Linked DNA regions of Mus musculus: region 2 is linked to region 1. Evidence: chromatin contacts called from public HiChIP or PLAC-seq data. All regions are on one chromosome and are shown on one strand. The core of a region is the stretch at or near the end of the contact, and the rest is flanking DNA. Distances in the headings are between cores, read along the strand shown. Region 1 holds the start of Sgk3 (serum/glucocorticoid regulated kinase 3). Region 2 overlaps Cspp1 (centrosome and spindle pole associated protein 1).

What was found. HiChIP or PLAC-seq counts read pairs in DNA pulled down with a chosen protein or histone mark.
Region 2: a contact with region 1 is called in an H3K4me3 HiChIP or PLAC-seq map of embryonic limb bud, with 3 times the contacts expected there. The contact joins the enhancer-like site here to the promoter of Sgk3 in region 1. A contact is called at or near these places in 18 of 39 promoter capture datasets (the 3T3-L1 cell line, 3T3-L1-derived adipocytes, the C10 cell line and 11 more), 3 of 484 Hi-C or Micro-C datasets (bone marrow-derived macrophages, embryonic stem cells and stem cell-derived motor neurons), 9 of 115 datasets of contacts at active chromatin or transcription factors (the 230-238 cell line, bone marrow-derived macrophages, embryonic limb bud and 3 more) and 4 of 9 other capture datasets (adipose tissue, embryonic stem cells, liver and 1 more).

Annotation. Positions count from the first base shown.
Region 1 is chr1:9,795,323-9,800,872 of GRCm38.p6, forward strand. Sgk3 (serum/glucocorticoid regulated kinase 3) reads left to right here and starts at 2,808. Exons shown (of 18, transcript NM_133220.2): 1 at 2,808-2,924.
Region 2 is chr1:10,081,352-10,087,157 of GRCm38.p6, forward strand. It overlaps Cspp1 (centrosome and spindle pole associated protein 1), which reads left to right. Exons shown (of 30, transcript NM_026493.3): 10 at 902-995; 11 at 2,150-2,207; 12 at 4,396-4,601. Among named protein-coding and RNA genes, the nearest start is that of Cspp1, 46 kb to the left of the region's middle. Within about 2 kb of position 4,535, at least 14 of the 459 cell types and tissues checked have an H3K27ac peak or open chromatin away from gene starts, as enhancers often do. A contact at or near this core is called in embryonic limb bud and embryonic stem cells, where this site is marked.

The sequences.
Region 1 (5,550 bases), core at 1,558-4,057:
AAAGTGCCATCACGAGGTGAAGAACCCCATGTTGTTTTATCCCAAGATGCAAGTAAGAAGAGGCTCAGACTCGTGCATAACGACGCACTCTCTCAGTAGCGCATCCTCAATAATGACATCACTCAGCCGTCCATCCACTCCTGAGGGTTTATCCTTTTTTTTTTTTTTTTCGTTTTTGTTTTTTCCAGACAGGTAGCCCTGGCTGTCCTGGAACTCACTTTGTAGACCAGGCTGGCCTCGAACTCAGAAATCCGCCTGCCTCTGCCTCCGGAGTGCTGGGATTAAAGGCGTGCGCCACCACGCCCCGGCGGGGGTTTATCCTTTAGGACCTAATCCTCTGTCAGGCTATGCTTCTCAACTGAGCTCTGTTAAGTCACACTGGTCAATCAATCCTAGGTTGCCCACATTTAATTAAGTTCGTTTGATCTTTACAGCATGCCATGATGCACTGTCATATCTGTTTTGAGGTTGAAAAAGCACTACCATCACCCTCTTCTTACTCCTGAAACAGCGGTGGAATGGTTTGCCCAAAGTCCAAAGGGGGAAGATATGCATTAACCCTGGGCCCGACTCCAAAGTTTGTTTTTATAATCTCTACGCTAAAGATAGAACAGATAGGCAAAATATTTGCCTTGTGTGCATGAACAGAGCCATTCTTTCAAAGAAAACATTAACATCTACATTTCAACAAAAAAGCTTCACCTATTTTAAAATTTGATTTTACAGAAAGCCTTTTAAAAAGACATAAGTATTTAACCAAACACTCAACAACTTTTATAGTTTAACCCTAAACATACTGGACAATGGGAATAAGATCTGTATCACCATAGGAGTTAATTAAAGGGATGCTACTCAAAGCACACCCTTACATGCATCTGGAGACGCATCTCAGCGGTGTAGCAGACGCCTAGTGTATATACAGCATCCAGGATTTGATCCCTAGAATTAAGTAGAAAAGTTAATTTTAAGGGTGAGGAAGATGGCTCAGTCAGTAGAGTGCTTGCTGCACTGATGTGAGGACCTGAGTTTGGGTGCCATGTACAAAGCCAGCTATGATGGTGCCTAATCACAGCGCTGGGAAGGCAGACAGGGGAGGACCCTGGAGCTCACAGGACAGCCAAGATGCCAACAGCCAGGTCTAAGATCAGCAAGAGACTCCATCTCAGAAAATAAGCCGGACAACGTCTGGGGAAGAAAACTACTTCTGATCTCCACCCTGTATGCATGCTTACATGTGTGTGCATGTACACACACACACACACACACACACACACACACACACACACTCACTCACAAGCCCATACCTAACTTCCTCTTAATCAAATGAAGATCATCCTCATTTCTTGTCCATAAATGTTGGTGGGCTCTCGATCTCTCTTCCCCCCTCCCCCGCCCCACGTTCTTTATAGTGGTAAGACAAATTTATCCTGGAAACACTAAAATGGTTTCCATCTGTTTTTTTTTTTTTCCCTAACGTCAAAATGTGGTGATAGTTAGGTATTTATCTTTTAATCGAGAATGATGTCATTCCCTTAGTGTTTATTGACATAAAATTTCCTTTTGTCCAAGAGCATTTCTTCAGTATTATGAATATGGCTTTAATTAGCAGATACACTGATCACTTGTTTTTTTGTCACAGAGAAGATGTGTGCTTTATTGTGTGTATTGCTTTGTAAGCAGATCATAGTGGAACATATAAATGACTGCTGCAATATGTTGGGCTCTATGAACTGTATTTTCTTGTCCATTTCCCAAAGCCATGGAGAATCGCTGTTAAGAAAGTCCTGTGAGAATAATAGGTTTCACAGTATAAAAGAATTTGGGTTCACAACCTATTTTAAGGACAAGGCCATATTGCAGCATGGATAGTACAAATAACTTTTCTTACATTTATTCATGAGGCTAAATCTTCTGAGTATCGTTCTAAAATATAAAGAGTTCTTTGAATTTACGGAACTCACTCATTCATCTCAGTTCCTCTATTTGTTCATAGATTTGTGGCAAATTTTCTGGAACCATATGATTCAAAGGGTAGATTAATGTAAAATATGAAGCATGCCATGCAGACAGAAATCCTTTAAACAGTTGTGTGGGTCTACTTTCACGTGGTATCAGATAAAACCTAAACTACAGTGGTGGTGTGGCTCTCTAGTTCAAAATTTTAACTCTACTCCACAACCATTGAATCGTGTAATTCTTAGTTCCCCATTCACAGAACGGGTTTTTAAAAACGCAGCTTCTGTAGTTAAATGGACAAGCACCAGCAGTAGAGTGTGTTGGGTAGTTTAAAAATAACAAACAAAAATAATCCATAGATCTAAAATGATCAAGAGAAACGCATATTATCTGTACATAGCATCTATCTGCCAATTTGTGAGAGCCCTCGCTCATCCATAAACACTGGTCAAAAAAAAAAAAAAAAATCAATCTGCTGACGTGGGAAAAAGTGTAGAAAACTGCCCAGAAAAAGCTAAAGGAAGCACAGTGGGCTCTCCAGATCGTCCGAATACTTATTTGGCTTCTGCAGCGTCCAGCTTGCAGGAAGCCGCAGCCCCCAGCCCTCTGCCACCGCCCGGGTCCGCTCTGCCGCCCGGGCTCCCGAGTGGGCCAAGGTCACCCTCGCCGCGGACCTCGCGCATCCCGTCAGCTGAGCGCAGGAGTCCGGCGGCGTCTCCTCCTGAACTTTGCACCCCGCGTGACGGGCGAGCGCGGGTAGCCGAGCGGTCCCGCCATCCGCGCGGGTCCCGGCCGACCCCGCCGTCCCCTCGCGCCGCCCGCCCGCCCGCCCGCCGCCCGGCGCTTCGCGGGAGGAGCCGCCGTGACGCGTCAGGGAGGAAACGCCGGCGCCCGGCCGCGCCGCCGGGAAGAAGAAACTGCCAGCGCTCTGGGCTCCGCGCCCGGGCGCCCGGACGCCGCACAGCCGGGTAGGTGCGGGGCGGGTGCGCCGGTCTGCGTGCCGGGGTCCCGGCCGGGCTCTCTCGGGCGCCGGGGTCCCGCCGCGGCCCGGCGCGGTCTTTGTGTGCTCCGGGAGAGCTCAGCGCCGTGGCGTGGGGCTCCCTCGCGCGGGGGAGCGCGGGCGGCTCGCCCGGCCCCCCGAGCGGGGCAGCGGGTGGCGAGGACCCGGGAGCCCACCTGACGCGGGATGGGGTTCTGCGCGGACCCGCCGGGGCGACGGTGTGAAGTGGTCGGCAGGGCTAGATCGCGTCGCCACTCTTTTTCAAGTTCTCAGACTCGAACCCTTCGGTCTGTTTTCGCTCGGTCGATTCTCACGGTTCAAGCACCGACGAATGCCGCCTTAAAGCGCGCTGAGGTTTTCGGTTCTAGGGCGCGCTTAGGGATGGTTCTTTGGACCGGTAGAAAAGAGAAGGGATTCGCCTCTTGAAACAAAGGTCTTTGACTTAATGTTGCACCGAATGCCTGGTTGAACTGCAGTTCTGCAGGCAGAGACTATGCTGGATGCACTTAGGATTCGAGAATAAACACAGAAGAAGAAAGAGAGAGAGAGAGAGGGGGAGAGAGAGAGAGAGAGAGAGAGAGAAAGAGAGAGGAAAACAAAACAACAAAACCCCAAAAACGCCTCTTGGGTAGAGTCTTGCCCTTCTCACTAGATTGTTTACCTAACAGGCCTGGAAAGTGCCTGCTTTATTTAGCAAACACAGCTCATACTATGAACTGCTCTGTTTCCTAAGTGCTTTATAAATATTACCTCAAATTCTTAACTCAAAATGATAAGTTATTTGTGGTTGTAGCCACGAAGAGGCCATGCATACTCTAGTTCCCCAATGTTATAGAAAGAGCTGGAAACATTAGAGGAAGTTTCAGACATATTTTAGGAATGGGTGTGCCTTCTGCCCCCTTAGGCTACCACTCCCTTAAGGCAAGTTCTTACCCTTCATTCCCCGTAGGATTCAGGCGTGGAGAGATGGGACCTGTTGCTGGCAGGTCTCAGGCCAGATCCCATGTAACTTCAGAAAGGTGGACTCTCTGATTCCAAGTCTGACAACTCAGACATCAGAAGTTCCCTTTCTTTACACTGCCACTGGACTGAACCTAGTTTTGTTTTTATAGGGAGCTTTGTTTTCAATATGTTTGACAATTTATATGACGTGGCTCAGATGGGAGCATCAGATTAAACTTGAACTGTGAAACAGAACCCTTTTTGTTTGTAGACATTACCATTAACAGTTTGGTAATTTTTTTTTTTGCGGTTGGTTGTTGCTGGCACTGAATTGGTTGATGAATCCTGTAAGGTGTCCATTTTGTGTCTTGCGGCTTATATATAGAGAGAGGATTTTCCCCCAAAATAAAATGATCTTTTTAAATGAGTGTTTTGGGCCTGGTGCCTAGATGGTAAAGACTGAGAATGGTCAATAAATAATAACAACTGTGGTGATTATAAATGTAATATCAAGATTTTTTTTTATCATACTCACTGCCTCTGTTGGTTCTTTTCCTTCTCATAAATTTCCATTTCCTGGGAGGTAACTAAATGAGTTGGTAAGCCTGATTAATAGGACTGTACGAAGCAAAGGGGCTCTCCCGCCCCAGTACAGCTTCTGTAGATACCGCAGACATGAGTGCTACTCGTGAATTAAATTCAACCTAACATCTAATAATTGTCTTCAGAGAGACCGTGTGAGGTCAGTACATCTCAAAACGCTCTCCCTTTTGTACAAGTAAAGACACCACGGTATCAAACTGTTGGCTTTGCTGTTTGCCTGTTTGCCAAGCTAATGGAGGGTGAGCCCAGGTGGAGAAGGCGCATAAATGGGCGGAGCCTGGCACGTGCAGGCCTGTAATAAATATTTGTGGAATGAATGGCTTCAGAAAGCTTGCTCTTTCAAAACATACATCCCAAAATACCATCGTAATTGATTTGTGCTGAAGAGAGGCCTAACCCAGTGCTTCTCTTATTTCAAACAGTACCTGATGCAGTATTCTCCTTATAAAAAGGACAAAGATACCCTATGGACTAAGGATTTATCATCTCTAGTTTTTGAAAAATAACTTAGTGGTTGTTTTTTCTTTCTTTTTTTCTTGTCAAACACCCTGCCTATTTTTTATTTTATTTTATTTTTGGTCTGGTTTTAAGGGGTGTTAAGTGGGACAAATGCTGTTTGTTCTTGTGCTGAAAGCTTTCTTACATATGTCTCTAAGCACTTGGGTTTATGAGGGAGTTCAAATACAATGATCAAAGGGATTTCTCAGTGTTCTTCTGAAGTGTCTGACATGGCGGTGTGTTTTCTGAAGCTAATTACTTAAGTTTATACTTCTAAAAAAGCAAAAAAAAGTATCTTCATTTATTTATATCCTTTAAGTGTGGGCCTCTGCATCCTAAACTATGTGGCCCCAGATATATTACCTTTAAATAGGGAGGACAGTATGGCCACTACCTGGGAGAGGACTTGAGAAGGGCCACTGGGTGAAAGACAGCATGGCAGTTCCCCCAGGGACTTTAGGTAGCTAGAACATCGTAATGAAGCCCATCTGAGTCAGCTGCCTGTCAGCCCTCTGCGTGGAGGTGGAATAAGTGCTTTTCAAACCTGCCTT
Region 2 (5,806 bases), core at 3,285-5,784, 290 kb after region 1:
GAGAGAGAGAGAGAGAGAGAGAGAGAGAGAGAGAGAGAGAATGATAGATCTATCTTCAGGGCCTTGCCCATGGTACACAATTGTTGGAACTCCATTATTAGGATCATTAGAAGAAAACAGAGGGAGGGACCTGTTTTCACTTTTGGATGGATACTTGAAGTTTATAGAAGCTATAAAGGTATCTTAGTTACTCTTCTGTTGCTGTGACGAGACACTTGTGACCAAAGCAACTTAAAGAAGAGTTTATTTGATGTCTAGTGGCAGATGGTTAGACTCCATTATGGAGGGGACAGCAAGGAAGCAAGTGATAAGCTGCATAGGAGGAGGAGGAAGCTGAGAGTTCATAGCTTAAAGCACAAGCATGAAGCAGAGAGAGCAAACTGGAAGTAAGACAAGACCGTAAGTTCTCAGCCCACTCAGGCACACTTCCAAACAGTGTCACAAACTCGGACCAAGTGTCTAAAGGCCAGGACCCAGGAGGAACATTTCTCATACAAACCAGCATATAAAGGGTTAGGGAGTAGAGCCTTCTGTTACTCAGAGGAAAGTTTTGCAATTACTAATGCATGTTATGTTTGACCCATGATTTGAACTTATACATTAAGAAAGTTATTGGTGTATTGCTGTGACTTTCCTCATAACTATAGTAATTACTTAAACACTGAATCTCTTTTTTTTTGTTTTTTTGAGACAGGGTTTCTCTGTGTAGCCCTGGCTGTCCTGGAACTCACTCCGTAGACCAGGCTGGTCTCGAACTCAGAAATCCGCCTGCCTCTGCCTGCCGAGTGCTGGAATTAAAGGCGTGCACCATCACTGCCTGGCAACACTGAATTTCTTAAGCTTGAGTTTTAGTTGCATGCGATAAATAAGAGTTAAGTTTATTTCTTTATTTTTTATCCAGGAGGTGAAGATCGAGAACTTACCAAGAGAAGGAAGGAGAAATATAGGCAAGAACTACTAGAACAGATAGCTGAGCAACAGAAGAAGAAGAGACGGTAATGAAAAGCTTGCATTTAGCAGAAAGCATTTTCGTGAAATGAGAAGAATAAATGACAGTTTTTTTCTACTGTAACTTGATTGTGAATCACCTACCAGTGTCTGCTAGATTATTGCCCATATACAAACAGACTCAAAAGTAGTTTCCTTTGAAAATAAGAAATGGTAAGCATACACTCATGCATATAAAGTGTCTAAAGTGTTTACATCACAGTACTCCATTGTAGTCGACCCTGTCTAGAATCTTTTTTATTTTCGATTAATTTTCCTTTGACAGTTTCACAGATGTAACTAATCAATTTTAATCCTTCTGACCCTTTCACAATTTTCTTAATCTGTGAAGCATTAAGATTAGGAATAAAAATATTGGTTCCAAAGAATTTGAAAGTTACCTTGTAATTTTTTTTTCTCACCTCCAAGAGGAAAGTAATATGTTAATATCTACTATTAAGCTACCTTAAAAAAAATCATTAATTTTTGTAGTGCTGGCTTTCAAACTCAGAGCCTTGTGCTTGTTAGTTAAGCAAGCCCTGTACTATTGAGATTTATTTTTATATTATGTGTATGGGTGTTTTGCTTGTTGGTCTACATGTAAAATGTGTATGCTGGTGTGTGCCTGGTTCCCTGGGGGCCAGAAGAGGGTGCCTGGGTGTGTAGAACTGGGTTTCCAGTGCTGATGAGCTGCCAAGTGGGTGCTGAGCACCGAGCCTGGGTCCTGCAAGAGCAGCAAGGGCTCTGAACTGCTGAGCGCCTCTCCGGTGTTATGGAGACTCTCTTTAAAAATCTTTATGGAAGGGATTTAACTTTTTGGCATGAAAATATACATGTGCTCTTAAAAAGATTTTAATTTTTTTTTTTAAAAATAAAATACTTGGTTTTGTTTTTGTCTGTTACTCTGTGCAAATTACTTTGTCTTTGAAATGTCTCCAGTCTTCATTTAGAGCTAAGGCACTTGACATGTAAATTACAGTTTCCTATGTACTATGATTAAATTTGACTTTAGAATTTTAAAGCTTTATTTTCAAAGGAATTATTTGTATTTGGAAATGTACTATACAGGCTTCATGTACAGACATATTTCATTTATGACGACAATTTTGACAAAGTGTGTTTACTACAATTTTTCAATTTACAAAATCTTAATTTTGTTTAGAGAAAAAGATTTAGCATTTGGAATTACAACTTCTGGAGTACAAGACCCTGAAAAATCGGTAAGAGTTCTTGGCATCTTTTAGTGCTTAATCCTTTATTCAAAGAAGCCTCAAGTGTGTTAGTAGCCGGGGAGGCTTCACATGTTGGGATACTGTAAAGGGCAGTTCCGTTGGATTTTCATAAGTGTCAATCATAACTACTGTGAAGTATAGAAATGTTAACTGTTGTTACATGTTACCCACTGTTAGTTTAAGATGACTCCCCTTTCATTTGTGTATCATTTTTTTAGTTTGTTTTGTCTTCTGTGTATTTGTGCCACATCCATGTGAAAGTTAAACCAGTGTAGCTTAAACTTGATATTAATACTGCTAAGTATGTCTTAACAATTTCTTTTTCTTAATGAGGATAATTTTTTAAAAAATGTGTAACTTGTGTCTTTCATCCTGTTACTGTGAAACTGAAGGATAATCCTACTCTTTTTACTTGACTTTTGCAATTCTCAACGTCCTTAAGTGGAGTGGCTCCCACACATCATTGCAGTTAAGTAAGGAGGAGGTAACGGTTTCTTGCTTTCCCACAGTGCCCTTTGTTGCTGTTGGATGTGTAGTGTTTATTTGCTGAAAGTTTTTGTTTCTTTTGCTAATGATGGTTAAGACCTCTAGTTTTAATAAAATCTTCAGTCTTTCTAAAGGATCTAGCAAATCCTTAAAATTTGTGTTAATTATTATTCAGATATAGATAACTTACTGATCGACTTAAGTATGTGTGCCTTGGGTTATTTGCTTTAAAATTTGGTGCTGGGGTGATGGCGTAGCTCAGTTGTGCGTGTTCCTGAGATGTGCAGAGCCTGGTTCAGTCACCAGAGGCTGCTGGCCCTCGTGTTTTATTCTGCTCCAGTGTGCTTCTTTTTGTGTTTCTGACTATTCCTGTCATACACATTTTAACCTTACAAGTCAATCCTGACCCAGGATGGATCATATTCTTTTTATAGCTGCTTGAGGAGCTGAGGCCTCTGTGGGCTACAGAGTAAGTTTACAGTGAGTCTGGCATCTTAATAAGGCTCACAAAGTAAAGTAAACAGCAAACCAAGGGAATGTAAAGGATCAGTAGCTCAGTGGGGAGCTGCTGCTTAGCAGGGTGAGGCCTTACACTTAATCCCTGGTTCCCAGTAACAGGGAGGAAACACCCTTCCCGAAAGTATGGCCTGCAGGGGGAAAAAAGGGTCCAAAGGTAATTCTTTTTTGTTTCTCATTAAATACCTTTAAAGTAGCCATTGCAATAAAAAATTAGCTTTTCGAAACTTGAGCTTTTTAGTATAATACATTGGCATGTTAAATTTTACAGTATATCGTAGATCTTATTTATTCTGGAATTGAATCACCTAAAGAGTGTCAAGTTGAATAAATATGCATTAGAGGGAATACTTAAATATCATTTAATAAATTTATTAAATTATGAATTATAGTTTTAGTAATTATATAATGATCTATGTTAACAAGTTTATACAACCATATTATTTTATAAATTTATAAAAGAATCATACAAATATGTAAATTATATTCCTATAATTAAATATATGTTATAATAACTTTATATGATAATTATAAAATTTAAAACTGTAGATTAATAAATTTATAAATTATTTTATAGTCTGTAGTAGAACTTATTTATTCTGGAATTGAATCACCTAAAGAGTGTCAAATTGAATAAATCTGTATTAGAGGGAGTAGTTAAAGATTATTTAAGATTTAAAAATTCCATAAAATGATATTCTTGAGTAAAGATTAGTGAGCAGCTCTGGCCTACCCTGTTGTGGCTTTTTTGTAAATTCGTTCTTATTGTGGCACAGCTTCCTTCAGTGCTCACATGATTGTTGTAGGGAGACTGAGGCCTGCAAAGCCTTCCCTAGTGGGTCTCCCAAGTAGCAACTGAGGAGAGATGTGCTGCTGCTGCTGCTGCTGTCTAAGAGAGAGACCTGCGCGGGAGTTCACAGCTGCCTGGACTTGTTCTTTATCCATGTACTGATCATGAGCCTGCAGGTGACTTACCTGCTTCTCGGCAGTCTCAGTTTCCTGCTTATAAAATAAGAAGCAGATCTTTAAGGTCTTTTTTAGCTGTAAAATTTTGCTGTTCTGTGACTGTCTTAAGTGCCTGCTGGGGTCCTTGGAGGTCCTTGTCACCCTTAAACTTATGATTCTATGTAACAAACAGGTTCTTTTTTTTTTTTTGTCTTTTTCTTTATTGTAGCCTGATAGACTAAAGCAGTTTAGTTTGACACCAAGACACTTTGAAGAGATGCCACCTGAGAGGCCCAGAGTAGCTTTCCAGACACCTCCCCCTCCCTTCTCTGCCCCGTCTAGCCCATCCGTCCCACCAGTTCATTCCGCCCCTTCTCACAATGAAGACTTGCACAGTGGACTCGGCAGCACCCTTGGTGAACTGGCGCATCCCAGGTGCTTGTTTAAATGTTTGTCTTTGGGAATTAGGGTAGGCCGCGTGTGCTCCACCTTACAAGGGTGTGCTGCTGCAGATGATGCTTCCGAGATGCCTCAGGGCCATGAGCAACTTCGCTGAGGAGTTTTTTTCTTCTTCATTGTTATTGATACTTCTTCTCTGCTGTTAGAAAAAGGAGAAATCTTCAATGTTTTTATCATTTACTATTTTTAAAATGAATTAGTAACTACATGTTAGTATAAGGTATGCATTGTTCAGTTATTTCCACTTGGCAATCATTGAATTGTTTCTTCAGCTTATTCCAAAAAATTTACTAATCTGGTACATGTCTGTCTGGCTTAACAGTTTTCTCTGGGCTTACTCTTGGGCTGTTGGGATTATAACCCTGGATTTCATATTGAACATGTCATTTCTATAGGGAAAACACATTATGCTAATCTATATATAATAGAAACCCTGTAACACGAATATTTTCTGGCCTGTAATTATTAATATACTAATTATAGGAATATCTTTACATTTGTAGATGTTTTTCTTAATCTTCTAATACATTTCTGAGATATCTTTCAGCAGGACTTGGTCTTTTATTTGTTACTAACAAACTGTGGGGCTTTTCTTACAGCCTTTCTCAGGTACTTCCTTCATTTTCTTCAATGGCTTCCCTACTCCAAAGGCTGAGAGACTGGAATTAGAGAGCCACAGTGCTTTCTGTTGTGGGTTAGAGGCTGGAGTAGTCGGCTTCACTGGACTTTATGCAAAAAAGTTTTCTCATTTGTAAAAGGTGATGGTAGTACTTGACATAGTTAGAGGGCTGATGTAAACATTAGTTTTCTATGTATAGATACAATTTAGGAGTTGCTGATAATAGATTGTTTTCATAACAGTTACTCAGGTTGTTTTTGCTGGCGTCTGCACTGATGATGGTGAGGTTAGACTCACTGACTGACCAATAACGTGTGGAACCGCTGCCTACCGAAGAGACTTTGGTGTTACCTCAGCCCTCAGATTCTTTAAGGCAAAATATGTTAATGTTTGAGTAAAAAAACCTAGAGTCTCCCCTTTTTCTTTGTTTATCTAAAGTTATTTGCCTTTGCCATTTCTATTAGTGAAGAGTAAATCCTGTGCTGGTAGAAGCACATTTGCTCCTCAGTGAGGAAATGTGGAAGGACAAGGTTTTATACATTTTAAATTTATGAACTCTTAA